Linked DNA regions of Rattus norvegicus: region 1 is linked to region 2. A link is a contact called in public Hi-C data. All regions are on one chromosome and are shown on one strand. The core of a region is the stretch at or near the end of the contact, and the rest is flanking DNA. Distances in the headings are between cores, read along the strand shown. Region 1 overlaps Nbea (neurobeachin). Region 2 overlaps Dclk1 (doublecortin-like kinase 1).

Region 1 (2,905 bases), core at 245-2,744, 460 kb after region 2:
TATTGGGTAAATATTTTTCTGAATGAATTTTTAAAATACACAAAAATATACCTGATTAAAAGATGATATGAAAACTCAAAATATAACCAAGTGAAAACTTTTGTAAGTAAAAATAAAATTTAAAAATAAAAGCCTAAAAATTACTGCAAAAGTAATACTAACCTTAGAACCCTGGACATGCATTAGACAAAACAGACAACAGACCAAAAAAGTACAAGAAAAAGGAAATTATTAAAATTAAATGAAAATACATGTAAAATTGAAACACAAAATAATATTTGAAATTATATTTATTTTATTAAAAACAAAATTCTCAGAATATTCATTTTATAAAGTACATAATTATGATTAAGATTAAATATGAAACATTTAAGTTTATTTTGTTTGAGTAACTACCCCCAAATATATATATGTAAGTACTACAAATATAGAAGAAAGAACGCAAACTCTATTTTATGAAACAAGTGTCTTTCCTAGTGGATGATTAGTGAGACATTTTAAAAAGTGAACACAGACTGCCCCTGTTCAATCACTAACTTAGTACTGACTTAGGCAGAATCAACTGAGGGAAGTTATTACTTACATACTATCTAGACCTTTTCTATCAGGAAATAATATTATAATTTGTTTCCTCACATATTCAGAACCCTTGATATACAAGTGTAAAATATTTGTTATCACAACTTAAAATTCACTTTCTGTATCAGAAAATAACTCACTGATACAACTATATGTGACCTACAATATAAGGACAAGTAACTGCATACCAGCTAAGAGTTCAGAGCGTTAAGAATCATGTACTTATAATAAAAACATAGATATCTTTCACAATAATTACAAAATTCCAATATCTGAGTTTTTACAATAAATAAATATGAATATAAATTTCAAAATATGCTATTTGTATGGCTATTCACTGGGATAATATATAAAAATATCCTGAGACTACCATTAAGATCACTGTTGTGAGGGAAACAACGTAAATCACAGGTCTCCTGTGTTCCAACCCTACATCCTGTTAACAAACAACACTGCCATCATGCTCAGCACAAAAGAAAAAGTTCCTTTCCTGCTTTCTGATGACGCAACTATTTGAAGAACCAGAAATGCCAGTCTCTGTTTTTTTCCCCTGGGACAGAAAAAATTAAACCACATTTGACACAGTGTTCTAGATGGTTGACAAAAATGGTCAACTTTAAATCTTGAGTGTATGATTTAAGGAATGTATGATTCAGTATTCTCTGTTCTTCTCAGTGTTCCCTTCCAATTCTCTGCCTTTGCTCAAACAGGAGCGGGGCAGTAAACAGATGAAATAATTCAACTAAGAAGTTCTGGAAAACTTACCTCAAAAATTCAACAAAATAATACCCCTTTCATAAAGCAGACACTGATCAAACTGCCTAGGAAGTGACCCTCACTCACTCACTCACTCACTCACTCACTCATAGTCCTTGAGTATCTCCATGTAGCCATGTATTCAGATGGATAGAGTATCACCATGTAGCCCTGGTAGTCTGAATTCACCCTGTAGATCAGGGTGGCCTCAAACTCACAAAGAATTCTAATGACATCTACATTTACCTCCCCAGTGCTGGGACTGAAGCAGGCATCACTACGCCAGGCCAGGTGTTTTAATTTTATCCTGAATAGTAAAGTTAAAACTATTCATTTATTTTTACTTAAAACAGTTTTGTGATTCATTTAACATGACATACAATTTCAAATAAATAATACAGGTATCCAAAAGTGAGCACAATACAATACAGCTCTTTTAGATGCTCACTGTAATCTATGCAATATACATCTCCAGTCTTCCGAAAGCCCACCTTACACCACTTCCTTACAGGTAAGAGTAACCCAAGGAACTCAAAACTTCCTTCCAGACCAAAGTTGCTACAAGAGCACATTCAGAAATGTTATTCCTGTAACACACAAACTTCTGTGTTCATTTATGGTTTCAGGGAGAAAAAAGACCACTTCAAATAGTCAATTCCCTAGAAATAGCAAACACATATCTTGCTATCAAAATGGATTATCTATAATAACTAAATTGCCTAGAATAGTCTATAGAGTGTTATAAACAAAAGATTTTTTAAGGACAGAGTTACCGAAGTTCAATGAGAACAAACGGTTTGCCTATCTAGTACACGGGGCATCTATTACCACACTTGAGCTTTCTCATGCCCTTTCTGATGGGTCAGCATCATGACTGTCTCTTAGCCAACGGAACAAATACAGAGGCCACGCCCAGCAAAGGAAGAGCCCAGACTAAAACACAGATCCATCTCACACTGAGGTTCCTACCATCTCCACTGAATCCAAACTTCACAATGCATTGGACCTGAGTCTCACTAAGAAATCAGTTTGAGCAGCAGCTAATCACCAGAGCTAGTCAGCAGCACTTGCCTTGAGAAATGACAAAGCCTTACGTCTGGGTTAAGCTGTAGGTTCTTATTTTTAAAATAGGAGACAAAAAAAAAAAAAACAAACCCACAACAAACAAACAAAAAACCTCACATTTTACTTATCTTTTTAAAGTTTAATATAGTTGTACATTAAAATGTTTAATGACAAAAATAGTAAAAAAAAAAGATATGTATCTAAGTGATAACTGTGTGAAAAATTGTGATATATAGTAGTCAATTTCAAGTTATATCATGAAAAAGAGTGAATTTACCTATGACTGTTCTATAGTAATAAGACTTTTTTGTGTCATTCTTACTTTATACACAACAAACCTAACGTCACATCTGGTACCATACAGCTCTTACCACCTTTACCACGCCCATTCTCACAGCAGTGCAACCAAGCAGCGGAGACAAACCGCAGACAGCTACACAGCCTAAAGGCTTTACTATCTAGATCCACACCTAAAAAGGCTGCTCACTAAGACTGACAAAGTCTT
Region 2 (3,324 bases), core at 459-2,958:
GTGTGTGCCTTTTCCAGGATGCTTTTCCCACGCCAGCATCTCTGCTTTCTCCGAGGATTCCGGGAAGCTTCAGGGCATGGGGCGGAGCAGAGAATTAGAAGCTGGTCGTACGGACTGCCTTGCTTTTAGCTTTCAGAGTAACACAGGCAAATTCCACAAGCTTGTTTCTGATCCCAAGTACAAAGACTAAGCATTAGCAGCATTTTCATCACAAGAAAAAAACCCTAGCATTAAATACTGTTCCATTCCAAACTCTAGAGTATGGCTACAAAGCAGTGATCTTGTGAGGCAACACTTTAGGGGAAGGTGAAATAAACACCTATTATGACTGGTATAGTCTATAAAGGGCACTTGACAATTTAATAATTCTGGTTTTATTCCCCCATGATAAGAATGTCTTCAACACATATAACATGTTGATTATTTATTTTGATAAAGTAAAAAAATAAGTTTCCTTCAAGCAGATCCCCCCCCCTGAGCAAATATATGTTCCTGGGTGGCTGTGAAATTGTCTTTAAATTGTCTTTATCTATAGTCTTTTTCTTTTTAATTATGTGCACTCCTGGAATTTTTAAAAATTAGATTGAAGTATCAGTTCTTAGTTTTTTTTCCTTTTCTTTTTCTGGAAACAAATAGTCATGCCATTAATCTCTGCATGGGATTTGTCTTTCTATAGTCAGAAATCTACCTGGCACAGAGCAACACTGGTTATAAAGGAGTTTATGGCATGCTCTCTTTCTTGAGAGACAGAACAACAAAGGGGCAATATGGGCTCAGCCAGTCCCCTCTGTTCACAGGTGCCATTTCTGAAACACACGAGAACGCATGATCTGAAACACAATGCTCTTGTTCAGGTTGCCCCCTTTTCTGCCCTCTTTCTCAAAGGATGACTTCACACGAAGGCTCCACGAGAGTCCTGAGTTGGCTGGGAGAATAATTATCAACTGGGGCTCTTGGGGGTCATGGGGCCATTCTGAATGAAGGCAGGACGATGGAGCATTGTTGGTCAGGCAGTGTGGTCAGGGGAGCATCCAAGGCTGTCCAGGAAACTGAGATATTCTGCCTCTGATAAGGATTCCATTGTCCTGCCGGCTTTCATAGCAGTTGGGCAACGAGAGAGAGAGAGAGAGAGAGAGAGAGAGAGAGAGAGAGAGAGAGGAGATCAGAACGGAGAAAAGGAAACAAAAGGTTATTAAAATGCAGTTTATAGACATGAAGAGGAATTAGAGATGACATTTTAACGGTGGACTCTCTGAGAGCTGAGAGGGGGAGGGAGGCATGATTAGATTTGCACAGCTTGATGAAAAACCCACGACTGAGATGCCACTTCCAATTTTTCCCCCATTTAATGCTGTTTATTGTTTTAGTTGATAATTTTCCTAATGCTTTAACATTGTCCTTTTGTATTTTGCTCATGCAAATGGAGCATTTCAGTCTAATTGAACAAATCCATACTAATCAGCTAATAATTGTGGTACTGGAAAGCTTTGCTTCAATAGCCCCCCACGCCCTGCTCTATGGCAGTCCACCTCTAGATGGCACTAGAGAACTAGTAACCTGGCAGCCTCTTTGTGGCCAAACAACCACCTTCCAGAGAGCAAGCATGCTCCGATTTTCTTTTTCTTGCTAAAAAGGAAAGAAAAGAAATAATACATTTTTGAAGATTAAAGCCTCATGTTGCTTTCTCCGAACACTAGTATAGCCTAGTTTCCAATCAGAGCACCAAATCTCAGAGTGGTTTCTCGTTTAAATGCCTAGTGCCCCGGCATGCTTTTGAAATGCCTTTTGTGCATTAGAAGTAGAATCTGTCAGGAGTGTCAAATCCTTGAGACACTTGAAAGAACTCCAGAATCTCTCTTCCAAAGCAAGGTGCATCCTGGGTGGGCAGAGGGCTCAGGCCAGCAGTGGGACATGAGGATTGAGGCTTTTATTCTCAGGTAGCCAAAAGCTAACATCTTATTCCAGAATGGACAGTAGTGGGAACTTACCACATGTTGTATTTGCTGTGTCTTTTGTTAGTGCTAAGCACTTAACTGTACATACAAGCTTTTAACGTATACAGAAAGCTTTCTTCTTCCCATTTAATTTTATTTTCCCAAATAAACTATACTATCTCATCTCTTTAGTTCAGGAATATGAATATATATATATGAATATAAATGAATATATGTATATTCTCTTAAATCTAAATGCTTATGATTTTGCCCCTTTCAAACCTCATTCCTTTCCGCTTTTATTTCATAATTATAAAGCCTAGTTTAAGCCTACTGGATATTATTGGGGAGGGTGTCCCACCTGTGTATTCATGGTGACTCACAGTGGCTTCAGTTTAACTACATTTACTACTGTAAACAGAAGAAGGGGTGTTTATATATCTCTTGACACTGAGGGCATGGTTAAAAGCATATTCAAAAAGCTGTTTGACAGACAAATCTACCCTAACAAATTGGCATCCAGGATACTCGTAAGGGATTTGTGTTTCTTTATTTTTTTATTTTATTTTCAATGTGCAGATTGTGTTATTAGCTAGCTGCTCTGCAGACAAGGCCTCACCGCCATGTGTACGTACGTAGTTAATGAAGAGCTGGGACTGGAGTCTTAATTCTTGAGCACAATGTTGATCCACTGAGTTGCCCCATTTCTCTCTGCTCAGCTGGACCACGGGTTTACCATCAAGAGATCAGGGTCTTTGGACTACTACCAACAACCAGGAATGTATTGGATAAGGTATGAGATGGTGCAGCGCAACAGTCAGTGTTTCCATGGCAACGTGCTGGCAGTCTCCATCTACCAGTTCCTTCAGTGGATAAACATGTTTTTGATTTGTTACCCAGTCCATATGCTGCTTTATCGGTTTCATTTTAATCTTGATTGAGATGCCACACCCCTCTCATTCCTTTTTTTCACCCATTCTTCACACTGACATTTGCCAGCTTTCTTTCCATCGCACATGCTCAGTACCGACTCCCCCTTCCGGTTAAAAGGACAGTATATTCCGGGCTGCCGCCAAAGCCTTTGCCTGTTGTGGTTGCTGCTCGCAGCGATGATGTTTCCAGTGCTCTTCTGCCCGGTAATAAACGGAACTACAGCGGCACTTTAGTGTGTCTGCTATAGAAGTATATACTGTCATTTTAAAGTCACCCAGCCCAGTCTTAACCTTCTCGGATGATGAGACAATGCATTTACACCTTAGCAGTAGAGATGCCTCCCAGGACAGCGGGCTACAGAATGCATTGTGTGTGTTGGCAAGCTTGTGTTTCCAAGTTCTCCGCCTTTCCGTTTTGTTTTCGCTTTACCGTTTCCTTCCCTCCCCCACCCCCACCC

The links. Hi-C and Micro-C count contacts between places; a contact is called where the count stands out from the background.
Region 1: a contact with region 2 is called in a Hi-C map of the A7r5 cell line, with 7 times the contacts expected there. The contact joins two enhancer-like sites. A contact is called at or near these places in 3 of 12 Hi-C or Micro-C datasets (the A7r5 cell line, the Rat2 cell line and Schwann cells).

Annotation. Positions count from the first base shown.
Region 1 is chr2:142,301,222-142,304,126 of GRCr8, forward strand. Nbea (neurobeachin) reads right to left here. Exons shown (of 58, transcript NM_001427608.1): 25 at 163-171. Among named protein-coding and RNA genes, the nearest start is that of Nbea, 190 kb to the right of the region's middle. Within about 2 kb of position 1,495, at least 1 of the 93 cell types and tissues checked has an H3K27ac peak or open chromatin away from gene starts, as enhancers often do.
Region 2 is chr2:141,841,328-141,844,651 of GRCr8, forward strand. All of the region lies in intron 12 of Dclk1 (doublecortin-like kinase 1), which reads left to right. Among named protein-coding and RNA genes, the nearest start is that of Dclk1, 60 kb to the left of the region's middle. Within about 2 kb of position 1,709, at least 20 of the 93 cell types and tissues checked have an H3K27ac peak or open chromatin away from gene starts, as enhancers often do.